Regions from separate parts of the Zea mays genome. Here region 2 is linked to region 1. Evidence: chromatin contacts called from public Hi-C data. All regions are on one chromosome and are shown on one strand. Each heading gives the region's core, a stretch centred on a gene start, on an enhancer-like site or on the middle of the called end of the contact. The rest is flanking DNA. Distances are from core to core; before and after follow the strand shown. Region 1 holds the start of LOC100192950 (Actin-interacting protein 1-2). Region 2 holds the start of LOC100284602 (ubiquitin-protein ligase/ zinc ion binding protein).

Region 1 (6,532 bases), core at 2,297-4,796:
ACGGAGAGGAAGCCGTCACGCGACCCGCAGTCACGGCCATGCGCCGACGGTGGGATGCGCATCGTGGTGCCGCTGCAGGGGTGGTCCACGTGCCGCCCTCCCCTGGCGGCCACTCCTCGCCACTGCCGGCCATGCCCGGCGACCCCTCCTCGGCGTTTGCGCCCCCAGTGCAGCGCCCTTCCTCGGTGTCCACGCTGTTCCCGGCGTCCACGCCCCTCCTCTGCGTCCGCCGCCCCCACGCGCAGCGCCCCGCGGCCTTCCTGCGCACGCCACCATCCTCACCAGTGCCGGCCACCTCTTCCCCGGCATGGATACCCTACGCTCCTCTCCCCTGTGTCGGCATCTTTGCCCGTGCAGCCCCTTGTCATCGCGCTAGCCACCTCCTAATTGCTCGCGCTGACGCCCCAGCAGGGCCTCCCTCTTCGAGCTTCTCCCGTCGCCGGTACCGTCAACACCCTTTGCTAGGTCCGGCGCAAGCCCCTGCCCGGCTGGACACGCCCCGCCGCCCACCCCCTTCTTCGCCTTCACTGGATCTGTCGCTGTCGCGGCCTTCCCGGCCGGATCCACGTTGCTGCGACCTTTCCGGCTCGATCCGCCATCACTTTGGCTGGATCGTGTCTTCCCGGCTGGATCCATCGCTGTCGTGGCCTTCCCGGCCGGATCTGTCATTTCCCCTTCTATTCTGCCGCGGGCGCGGACACCATGACCGGCGCAGACGCGTGCGCTGCTGTCGGCCTCCCTGGCGGGGCTTCTTGACGCCCGGACGATCGAAGAAGCAGGAAGGTCGGCATGCCGGTGCCCTTTTGTTGTGTCGCCCTGCCGATCGTTGACGCTAGAACGTCGACCCCTCCCGAAGATCAGGCTTCTGCTGCGTGTCTCCCGACCGCGACCACATCGACTTCGGCTACCTCGGCATCTAGGGGCTCTCGTCTTCTTGGAGCACACATCGGTCTCTACTCCAGCCGCAACATTCACATCATCACGACGCTGCGACTGCGGGGGGATTTCAACCCATCGGCTCCTACCTTCGGCCTCTACTCCAGTCTCATCGTGTGTGGTGCCCCCGTTGCGACTGCGGGGGGATGTTAGACTGTGTGTGTGTGAGTGTGTGTGGGCCGGCACCACTGTTGGGCTGTCGGCCCATTAGGGTTAGGGTTGAGTCCCTATATATATGTGTACCCCATCTCCTATCAATATATCACTTTCATACTTCTACAATGCCTAACAAATAATTCTACATCTAATCTAAGACAGTCTAGGTACACTATAAACACGACATTTACAACTATGTCACGAAAACTGAAAACAGAGAACAATTAATATCAAATTACCTGTTTACTGTCAGGACTCCAGCTAACAGCATATATGCTCCCTGTATGATTGCCTTCAGTGGAAAGTTCTCCTATTTTTTCTCCAGTTTTGCCATCATATATCAAACCCTTCTTATCAGAACTCACAGTGATAAACTTACTACCATCAGGAGCATACCGGATACAGTTAACAAAATTTGAGTGATCCCTGAAATGCAAAGTGAATTGAAAAATATGAAATATGCATCACAGGTGACAGAAGTAAATACTGTACAGGATGATGCGTAAATACAAAATGAATCACAACTAAAAGAAGTGCTCCCAAAATGTGCAAATCATGTAAATCAATAGGAACATTCTACTTTGAATGCATGGAGCAGGTGCAGGACAGATCATCTATGTACTCCAGTCACTTCAATGTGTGTCAGCTTCAGTAAATACAAGACATGATAAATTCTGATAGATGACATTCCTTGTTAACATGGCTACATCACTGATACAAGGGTAAGATTTTAATCACATACTTGTAATAAATGTAGTATAGTAATCCACATCAGATGTGTATATCTAGCCCATTGGCAAAAGGTATGCGAGATCGTAACAAAACAACTATGGAAGATGGGCTAGCCATACACTGTTAGAGCATGTACAGGTGTACAACCCTGAGCCATTGATCGGTTTCCAAGTATAAGAGATAACTAAGAGACCGCATGATACAACCCTGAACCCCTAGATAAAAAATGTAGTTAAGAGATAATATGTGTAGAAAGTCGAGTAGAGACGGGCTCTTAGCGAAGAGCCTGTCTCTTGTACTTTTATCAGTTAACCCCTAAAGACGTCTTAAGGGACCCTATATTAAATAGGGTTGTACATGCCCTAGGTAGGCCTCGAAACCAGCACCTTATGGAATGCTTAAATTTGAATGGTGGTCCTTCATAGAAGTTAGCCAGAAAATCTTCACCACATGTCACAATGCGAAATGGACGTGTTGGTTTGAAGTCACAGCTCAGAACCCTCTTTGAGTGCCCATCAAATTCACCAACAGTGCTGCCAGAGTCCCACCTACATAATGCAAAGAACTCAAATAAGTATATAAAGAAGTGAAAACACAAACAACAAAATCATTATGGTCCTCGCCTGTTTCTATGAGAGGATGATCTTTCTTCAATTATGCATTACTTATTATTATATGAAACTAAATGGCAACCAAATAATCATCATTCAAACAAATAACAGTACATGTATAGTCGAACCTAATGACAATTGATGGTAACGCTTAATCTGAAATAAGAACATATGGGAGTTTTAAGGACTGGCATGTTTGGTTTGTCTTCAGGCAAACCTGCCTGGACCAGGCAGCTCTCCTATGCGTTGGATTTCCAGCGCCAGGGCTGAGATGCATGCCTGGGTCCGAGATGCATGTCTGGGCCCTGGAGCAGGGGGTTGTCCTTGAGGGCACCAATCAAAATCGTCCCAATTTCAACAAATACTCATCCAATTCACAGAAGCTTGAACAATCCATGTGTGATGGGGACAACCGACAAGGGATATTCCGTCATCCCCATTGCAAAGCACTTCATACTTCATAGCATACATCCCTTGAACGGCCTTGTATAGCCAGATCAACAGTCAGCGGCTAACCCCAGTTTGAACCGCCGAATCGTAGCATTTCCTGTGCTCTCTCCCGAATCCCGATCACGGCCATCCCACAAAAAGGTGGTACCGTTGCCTTTCCCCTAACCTCCGAATCCTTCAAATGCGATCGAGATGGAAGGGAGGGAAGAGCATGTAAAATTTGTACTCACACAAATGCGCGGACGAAGGACTTGCCCTTGCCGTCCCCAGAGACGACGATGCGTAGGCCGTCGGGGGACCAGCGGAGGTCGTCGACGCGTCCCGAGAGGGGCCGAAACTCGGCCTTGAGAGCGCGGTCACCGTAGCGGCCCCAGACGCGGACGCAGCCGGAGGCGTCGGCGGAGGCGACCCACTCGCCGTTGGGGGAGAAGCGGGCGACGGTCGTGGGGTAGGCGTGGTCGGGGTAGGCCCAAGCGTCGAGAGGCGCATCGAGGCGGCGGATGATAACGCTGCGGCCGGTGCAGTAGGCGATCGTGTCTGTCTTGGGGTCCCCGGCCAGGAGGATTCCACGGCCGCGTTCCGTGGCCGGCGAGCACGCGTACGTCTCCACCAGCTGCGCCATTTTTCTTTTTTCCTTGCTTCGCGTGATCTGAGCTCGCGAGAGGGAAGGGAATGGTGGAGTTATTTTTTTTTCTTCCTTTTTTCCCTAATGTGGGAACGTGAGAGACAATCGTATATTTGATACTTCAAACGTATCACTTCGCGATAATATATCTCAAATATTTTTTTTCGCAAAGACACAACTACAAATATCTTCTAATTGATTAAATTGTCATTTATCGTAGTTTTTCTCCATCTTCTAATTGATTAAATTGTCATTTATTGTAGTTTTTCCCTTTCTAATTGCTTTCCATGTAGTTTTGTGCCCGAGAAGACACATTTATCCTTCTACATGTTCTCTATCACGTTTAAACCATGTGTGGTTTCAATTATGCGGTGGGATTGAATGAATCTATCTCATGTCACTTAAACCATATGTGGTTTTAATTACAGTTCTGACTTAATGCATGACTTATTTTTTATTGTTCGATTACAGCACTTGTATAAACCCAACAACTTGTTAAACACACACAAGTTCCAAAATTGATAAATCGCATTATCAATACGCACCATTTTTATCCCGTTCATGTTGCACTTGTGCCATGCACATGAAGAAGAACGTTTTTATCCAGCACATAAACAAGTACGGTTTTATCACATGTCTGGATGCAAGTTGAAAGTGATAAACTAAAACAGTTCATACTATCAGGTTCCATTTGCTCAAAGTTTCCATTTCGTTTCTCGGCCACCAACACCACTTCCTTGTCCTGCATGCAAGTGTTTGTGTTCAAATTATAACTAGTAATAGAAGATGAGTTCTTTATCCTTTGATCAAAATTCATGCAAGCCAAATAGAAGAACTGTGTGTAGGTAAAATAGAAGATGAAAGGACCCTGACATAGATTGATAATTTCTTCCTTGGTAGTGCCAGAGTTCAATGGATTTTGTTTTCTTTCCAAGTATAGCACAAAGAGTCTAGCTACCTTCCAGTTCTGTATTTTTTTGAATTGTTACCTTCACTCATCTATCATTGTATGAGATGGATAAATCTAGAGTTGATTAACTGTTTCATGTCATGTACAAACTGAACTATTGAAGACTGAAAACACAGTGCATACCTAGATAGTCCAAGCTATCTAGTAACACAGATCAACACATATTTATGCAAAACATCATAAAGAAGTGTAGAAGAAAATTAGCCTACAACGAGTCAGAAATGTTTCAAAGGTTAAGTGGTCATATATTCATTATTTGTAGAGACATTAAGAAAATAAAATTAGATGCATTGTTTTAGGCGACAATAGAAATGATTGTGCGCAAGTGTGGTGGCCTAATCAACGAGTTTGTCCCCTCTGCCATCATGCAAATGAAACATAAAAGTAAATGACAACTAAAAAATATATAACAACTTAACTAGAGAAGGCTCGGCTTAATTTTTTCTCTTTTTTATTAATTGCTGAGACATGTCTCTATTGGTGTTGTTACCTCATACAATGCTCAAGTTAGAGATGAGAGAAGAGGGGAAGAAAGAGAGCATACCAACTAAGCCATCTCATTTCTTAGCCATATCAGTGCCGACTCGGCATCATCATCGCAGGCACTCAAGAAAAAATGCCTGTTGTCAAGGTCCTTGAAGACATTGTATGCTTTCACTTTTTCCTCCTTTGTAACTTCCATTGTACCAAGAATGGATATGCACTTCTTGATTGAGAAGTCTGCATCTTGACTCACTTCCTTTTCATCCTTCTCTTTTGCTAGTTGTGTGGCTTCTTCCTCAACTTGCTTCATTCTCATGTCAATGTACTTCCCATTATTCCTTCTAGGCTATCGCCCTTTTATGCCTCTTTGTCCTTGTTTCTTCATTGTTCCCTCTTGCAGCAGTAGTCCTTCTCTGCGGCATCGGATCATGCCTTTTGAAAGGGAAATGACCTCAACATTTCCTATAATAGATTTTGGTGTTTGACGACCATCACAAATCTTATGGACTAACTAGTTTGCCCAGTTGATCATTTGTCAGGTGGATAAGTTCATCTACAACTACTCTAAGTCGACTATTCGGAATACCGTAATTATTCCAGACTAGAGAAGCTTTTTGGAAAACACCTATGCGCGGACCGTCCGGGCCCTTGTGGCGGAAAGTCCGCGACACTAGGGTGAGCCTCGGACAGGAACACTGCAAAAACACAAGTTAACACTATGGATCGTCCGAAGGAGAAGCGAGCACCGTCCGAGACCAAGCACGGACCGTCCGGCCTCAGGCGCGAACTGTCCGGTCGTTGAAAAACCAGAAAACCCCGAAGGTGACGGGTTCGGTAAAATGCATTTTTAGCGTCCTCGTGGACCGTCCAAGGTGCACGGCCGGACCGTCCGCGACTACTTTATCTGACATCTGACGACGCATTAAATGCACTATAGTCGTTACTGCTCACCGTTGCGACTTCAACCGTTGATGTGCAGGGGCGGACCGTCCGGACAGGGGGCGTGGACCGTCCGCGGTCGGCAGAAAAGGAGTAACGGCTAGGAAGTGGTTGGAGGCTATAAATACAACCCCAACCACCCCCATTCACTTTATCCAAGCACTCCACTCATACACATTCAACACAAGAGCTAGCAATCTATTCCAAGACACATTCAAAGCTTCCAATCTCTCCAAGTTCTACAACTGAGACAAGTGATCATTAGTGATTATTGACTTGAGAGATTGTGATTCGTGTTTCATTTGTTGCTCTTGTTGCTTGGTTTTCTTAATCGTGCTTTCTTCATATATCTCTAAACTCTCTAAGTGTTTTGTAAAGTTTGCAAGAGACACCTAATTGTGTGGTGATCCTTGCGGGGTCTTAGTGACCCGTGAGATTGAGAAAAAGCACTCGATCGGTCTAAGTGGCCGATTGAGAGAGGGAAAGGGTTGAAATAGACCTGACCTTTATGGCCTCCTCAACGGGGAGTAGGTTCTTTGGAACCGAACCTCGGGAAACAAATTGACGTGTCCACTTGTATTAATCTTCACCATTCGATTTGTTTCTCCCCTCTCCTCTCTCTCTAAAGTT
Region 2 (6,840 bases), core at 3,032-5,531, 380 kb after region 1:
CCTTGCATCACTTGTCGGCGTGCGTAAGCATACACTTGGTATGGTGTATTTGTCGCGTCCTTTTCGGTATGTGGGTCACTGTAGAAACTCCGGTACTGAGGTCCCCCATGACTGGGGTTGACTGGCCTCTCAAGGCAGTGGGAATACAATCGAGACCGTACACGAGGCATACAGTCATGTCGATAGCGACGTCCCGGCATGCCTTTGGTGTGTGCACGTATGTCCGGATGTGGACTAGGAATGACACGTCTTGTCTTTGCTGACCAATTGTGTTCCTTTTTCATCTTTATCTATCGTTGTTCCATTCTTTAGCCTGTCTTCAACAACTTACCCATCATGTCTTCTGTCTCATATTCTATTTTAAACTTCTATAAACAATGTAATATATAGTGTAAAACAATGTTTTACGCGATCATATGCATAATTTTCTAAAGTCAGTCTTTAGATTTGTAGAGTCACCTAGACGATATGCGGCTACCAATGGCACCCCTTTCCTTTTTTAGATGGATTAATTATGTACATGTCACCCAACTTTAAAAAAAATTAGATGGCTAGTTCATTTTGATGTCATTGAGTATAGATGTACATTCGGGCCGCCCGTCCCGTCCCGGCCCAAGCCCAAAAATGTCCGTATTGTTTGAATTTGGGGCCGGCCCTACCCGTTTGAATTTCGGGCCGTGTCGGTCCGGCCCACGGGCCTAGCCCTCGGCCCACGACCCGACACGTAATTTCTTAAACGTGTCGGGCTCATTTCGGGCGGCCCAAAATTATAAAAGCCCGAAATTCAATTTTTGGCCCGAAATTCACATCATGGCCAAGAATTCACATCAGAGCCCTAAATTCAAAACAAAATTAATAAAGCAAATAAAAGATAAGACAAATAAATTTGACCAAAAGCAAACTTAATATTTGTATTAAGTTACTAGAGCTATGCAATGACTAGCTCGTTTACAAATTATTTTGTTAGAAGAAAAAAGAGTATAATCAGCTCTATACAAAGTTCGTAAGTTCAGTTCAGTATCTAATGTTCATAACAAAAGTAAAATTACATCACATACTCTAATTCAAAGCTACAACAAACATCTAACTAGCATTATCTCTAGCTTTGTGTTTTTTATAAAGTACATGAAAGTGTGGAATGAAGTGTAGTTTTAATAAATATATGTGCCTTTTCGTGCCTCTATATGGGTCATTTCGTTCCTGCCTTAAACGGGTCGTGCCCGCCCATGGGCCACGACCTCGGTCCAAACCCAGCTCGATATATCGGGCCGCTCCGACCCGACACTAAAATATTTCGGATCGTACCATGTCTGGACCGTGTTTTTTTTTCGTGCTTCGAGCCGGCTCATCAGGCCCGGTCCAAATGTACACCTATATTATTGAGTGGCATAAAAATAAGCTGGTTTACATTTTTGTAGAAAAAATAAGTGGCGTGTGGCGGTACTGTGTTGCAAGATCTGACCGGTATGGAATGAATGTACGTGTTTTAGTATTGATGTATACACTAGCATGACATATGTGTAGGGGTAGTAATAGATTATAATTTAAATGTTTCTTTATAAATATAATGTTTGATCCTAATTCGATTTAAATCTTAAATTTTATACTTTAAAATTTAGAACTTATTACCATCCACGTAAGGGTATGATTATACGTACGACCTCTCTTTGATATTACGAGAAGATCAATATTTAATCAACCACATCCACTCCCTAAGACGGGGAATACATCAAATGAATTAATAACTCAATGTTAATTAACTTTATATAAAACAATAAAAAAGGATTTGGAATCTCAATGATGTTAATGAATGTAATGAAGATCAATCTAAACTTGCTTCATACATAACAAGATTGTGCACATGATATTGATGTGGATGAATGTCCTCAAGTGCTCCTTTTTATTCAAATGACTCTATGCTTAATCAATAGATTAAGTTAGTGAATTTTTTTGGTATGTATTAAGTCATGGTATTGTGTTGCTACCATATTAGCAAGATAGTAAGGGTGTGTTTGGTTTGGCTTTTGGCTTTGGCTTTTGCCTCCTAAAAGCCAAAAGCCAACCAAAGGGCTCGATCCAGAAAGCAGCTTTTTTTAAAAGCTGACTTTCTTGCAGTGCAAATCTGAAAGCACCCCTAGACCTGCTTTTGTGGCTTTTCGGATAAAACTGTGAAAACATATATCGAAAAACTTTTAACAATTTTTAATGGTTTCCACCAAACGGTTTTTAGATTTTTAACAGCTCACAGCCTACAGCAGCTTTTTTCACAGCTCACAGCCCACAGCAACTTTTTTCACAGCCACAGCCCAACCAAACAGACCCTAAATACTTTACTACCCTAGTATTTTAAAACTAAGTAAACCTATTAATTATCATATTGTGTAGCTTCCTAGGTAGTGACTAACAATGTTATTGAAGTGCTAAACACTTGAATTTCATGAATCATATATACTATAATGTCCGTAGTATCCTAGAGCATTACAAACATATTGGTCATAGTCAAATATCTTGACTTTAGTATTTTTTTGCATAAGTTATACATATTTTTTTTTATAAATCTGCTATTTGCTATAGTGAGCCTCGAAAAGAATGATACCACTATTTTACATAGCCAACTATTTTAAACCTTGATCTGACTAGTGCTATATAAAAGCACCTGTTCCCACGTTTCCCCTTCTGATTGATGAAAAATAAGGTAAAATTGAAGGTTCGAACTTTGATTCTCAGCTCTACATTCAAGAGCATCTAACCAATAAAACACATGTATTCTAATGTTTTACTAAATCAAAGTCTAATTATTAATGTTTAGAAACCGTGACAATTCATGCATCTGACCAGTACTTGTATAAACCACAACAAACTAAAGCACTTGAAAGAAATCTAAAATTCAGGCAACTGTACGTTTTAGCATTAGTAGGTCCCAGGGAATAACATAGAATGTAAAACGACAGGAAATACGTTGTTGCGATTAACAAAAGTACTAGCATACGTTGTTGCGATTAACAAAAGTACTAGCATCAGCACGTAGAGTGCATAAACAACCACTGAACCAGGGTAAGTACCAACGAGACGAACGAACGGTTGACCAGTAGGAATCAACCTATCCACACCACACCAGCTAGCACGAGGCGACGTCAGACGTAAATTCTGACGGTGACGGAAATCGAGCCGGCGGAGCCCCAGTATGCATCCGGCACGAAGAGAAACCCTTTGGCCTGGAACCCATCGAGCCGCCGGGCGAACGGTATGGTGCCAGACGCCGACAGCGTGAGCGCTCCCGGCGCACCGCCGCTCACCTCCATCTTATACTTCAGCTCCACCTCCACGCCATCCTGGAAGCGCGGGCCAAGGCAGAGCAGGGACAGCGAGCGCCCCTGTAGCAAATCGTGGCCGTTGAGCAGCAGGAACACGCGCTCCGTGTTGCGCTGCAGCAGGACGCGGAACGGCTCGTCCTTGCGCACGGTCGCCACCGCCTTGCCGTAGATAAAGACGACGGAGGCGAGGCCGTCGTCGTCGTGGCCGTGGTCCTGTGCGACGTGGTAGCCGAGCCGCAGGCCGCTATAGGCGCAGCCGTGGACGGGGCACTTGTACGGCGCGCGCTGGCATGTCTCCTCGTGGGTCACCTTCTCCAGGTAGCTGATGACGTCGTAGCAGCCGTTGCTCTTGAACATGCAGGAGGTGGTCGCCGCCGCCAGGAGCTTCTCGAGCGGACGGCAACGTATGTCGCCAATGCGCTCGGAGCAGGTCCAGCACTTACCGTTCGTGCGGATGCAGCATTTTGCACATACAGAATGTCCGTTCTTGCACTGATTTTACACAGAGCAGAGCATCATGTTGGAGCGAGCCTACCGATCAATATGTACTGTATATATACATGTATTGTAATCTGACTTACCATAAAAACTTCGGACTGGAAGGGTAGGCAGCAGATGTCACACTCCAGTGCGTCCTTCTCCACGGATAGTGTCACAGTCGCCTCTTCCTCATCTTCCAACCCTGCCTCTTCCTCATCCTCCAACACCACCTTGGCCTTCTTTCGAGTGCGGCCGGCAGAGGAGGCCGTGGTCTTTTTCCCGGTCATTTATCACCTAGAACGCAAGGTAAATAAAAACAGAGAGGACTATTCGACTAATATATATCAAGCAGTAAGAAACTAGCATCTTTAAAGAACATGGTGTGTTTTAAAGAACATGGTGTGTAATGTACATATACTTGAGAAAGAACTTGGAAAGGTGTTTACCAGATCTGATACTTGTGAACTTGGCACCAACGGTGAAGAGAGACGAAGCCAAATGGTGAAGAGAGACGAAGCCAGCAGACGACGTAGGAGTTAATTTATAGTGGGAGTGAAGACGAAGATACGCGAAGCCAGGAGACGACAAAAAATTTAAACACTGCAATTTAATGCTACCACTGAGTAAAGTAGCCGAGGAGGCCGCAGGCCTGCCCGTCAGCCGTTTCCCACCGCACCGCAGGCCTAGCTAGCTACCCGCCGAGAGGACTTGCATGTCGCATCACCTGGACACTTGCACTGCACCTGTGCACTGACAGTAGTACTTCACCCGGCACCTACAGCTGCTCTCGCATCACTGTACTCATCTGTCAGCCTCTCACTGTTCTCTGCAGGGAAAATAAAAAAAACTCGGCCTTCTCCGGCAATTATATTAAGGGCTAGTCGGAGAAACTTAATTTTTTAAAGGATTTCAATTTTTTATGTGACAATTAACTAATTTTTCTTGTAAAAATATAAATCCGTTGGGAAATTGGGGCTCCTAAACTAGCTCTAAAATATAGTTTCGGTCGACAAAATTTCCGAAATCTGGCTTTATTAGTAGCGAGCCGTTATCGTACACTCTACATCGATCTAGCCCTGACGCGTAAGACGTAACTTAAGAGCACCTGACGCATAAGACGTAATTTAAGAGCAGGTGGGACACAATAAACAAACTTTTTTAACTAAGTCAGAAATTCGTCCTGAGAAAGATCGAACTATAATATACAAGTATTTTAATTGATGCATATTTTTATGAATATCTTGTTATTTATTCAAGCCATGTGACCGACTCCAATAGAGGCCATATAAATCGAGCAGTCATTCAAGCCTTTAGCTAGCGTCTCTGGTTTGCTTGTCCAGGCATATGACACATGCTGTCAACGGTACAGGTAAAAAGGCAGCGATAGTATAGTCCAATAAATGAAGCAGATAGTGAGGTCATATTCTCAGACACAGAAAAAGGAAATGGTTGTCAGCCACAGTACAAGCTATTATGGTTTTCCTCTCTCTTTTCATCCTTTTTACCTCACTCGTTTGTCTGCCCTGTTAGAAGGTGTTTTGTACTGCTATAGTAGCTTATTTTTAGCTTTCCCTGTCTATTTAGCTGCTCTGTTGGAGTCAGTCTGACATGGTGCTGAATTTCAATAACTCAATGTATGACTTTTTTTAAAATTATTTGAGCATATGTATCTTTTGAGATATTGTATACGCTTTATCATGGATAGACTAGAGAGAATTCATCTCTTTAATATTTGCCTCTTTAGATGATAATGCAATGTATCACTTATGCACATGATTTATTTTGAAGACTATATTCGATAATCTTTATTAAATAATGCAAGACCATGAATCAATATATTTTATCGTTTATGGATATACTTAGTATATGATGCGACATTTTATTTAGGTCGAGGCCGAGATATCTGTCTTGGAAAGATATATTGCGGCGCCACACTAAACCGTGGTGTGCACAATTAATTTATTTTATTAAGATCATCATATATGCTCATGACGTGATATTTGCCCATGACTTATGTATACGGCGCCATTTGATTTAGTTTAATTTAATGACTTAGTTTGATATGACTTTTTATGGATGCAGTCTAACTAAGTGCAAGATTTAAGTTCTCAAGATGAAGGGTTGATATTGGGCATAGTTAAGTTGTTTGTCCAAATTAATTGGAAGAAATGACGATTGATGAATGCAACCAAGCATATTTTAATTAGCTAAGTCTACTCTAATACTTATTATATTTTGGTTACCTTGATCATGGCGTCGTTGAAGGTCAACCAACAGTATCAGCCCTAACTTGGAATTTACCATAAACATATCAATTTTGTTTAGGTACGACTAAACGCCATATGAACATCATTAGTTTCTTTCTTTATTTTGACTATAAGGATAACCATCGAGCTTACCATTTAATTTATCTTTGCATAATTTAGTAAATATAATAGCACTATGCATATCAAATGGCACCTTCCTTTTGTTTATTTTATGCAGTCCAAACTAGGACGTGGTTTATAAACAACGACAAAGATCAATATAACTTTTACATGACCTTAAATAATTTGGTGCGTATGTAAGTATAGATCTGTTTGTATTTCCTAGGCAGAATGAGCTAATTTTATAATGGATGGCCGAAGGCCAAAGATATTGCTAACGACATGTAGGGTCTTCAAATGACTTAATATATAGATTTCTAGTTTAATCATGACGTTGGGTGATTTTCCTTAGATGTGGTATGACTACCATGTGCACATAAGAGCCATACTTCGAATTATGCAACTGACTTAAAGCTTTAAAATAAATGAGACGTTTATTTTGTTTGTCTAAATTTACTTAGGATGATGCACCTGACGTATGCAATGGATTTAGTTATTTCTGCCATGGAGTTTAGCTGATGGCCGCTTAGTGGTTATTGCACAATATAGTGCACGGATGGGATACTATTGGTATATGCACTGCATGAGTGGTTGTTTAACTCAATTTTACTCGTGCGAAAAGGATATAATGTAGCGTGTGAACCATATAATTGCAGGTTAATTAGGATTATTTCGGATAT

What was found. A called contact is a pair of places that touch in the nucleus more often than the background predicts.
Region 2: a Hi-C map of ear shows a contact between it and region 1, with 1.7 times the contacts expected there. The contact joins the promoter of LOC100284602 here to the promoter of LOC100192950 in region 1. A contact is called at or near these places in 2 of 25 Hi-C or Micro-C datasets (ear and endosperm).

Annotation. Positions count from the first base shown.
Region 1 is chr3:24,812,155-24,818,686 of Zm-B73-REFERENCE-NAM-5.0, forward strand. LOC100192950 (Actin-interacting protein 1-2) reads right to left here and starts at 3,547. Exons shown (of 6, transcript NM_001138128.2): 1 at 3,116-3,547; 2 at 2,211-2,372; 3 at 1,332-1,518. The coding sequence starts at 3,507. It also overlaps the pseudogene LOC109944967.
Region 2 is chr3:25,192,979-25,199,818 of Zm-B73-REFERENCE-NAM-5.0, forward strand. It overlaps LOC100284602 (ubiquitin-protein ligase/ zinc ion binding protein), which reads right to left and starts at 4,282. Exons shown (of 2, transcript NM_001157497.2): 1 at 3,896-4,282; 2 at 2,889-3,806. The coding sequence starts at 4,081. The coding sequence ends at 3,135.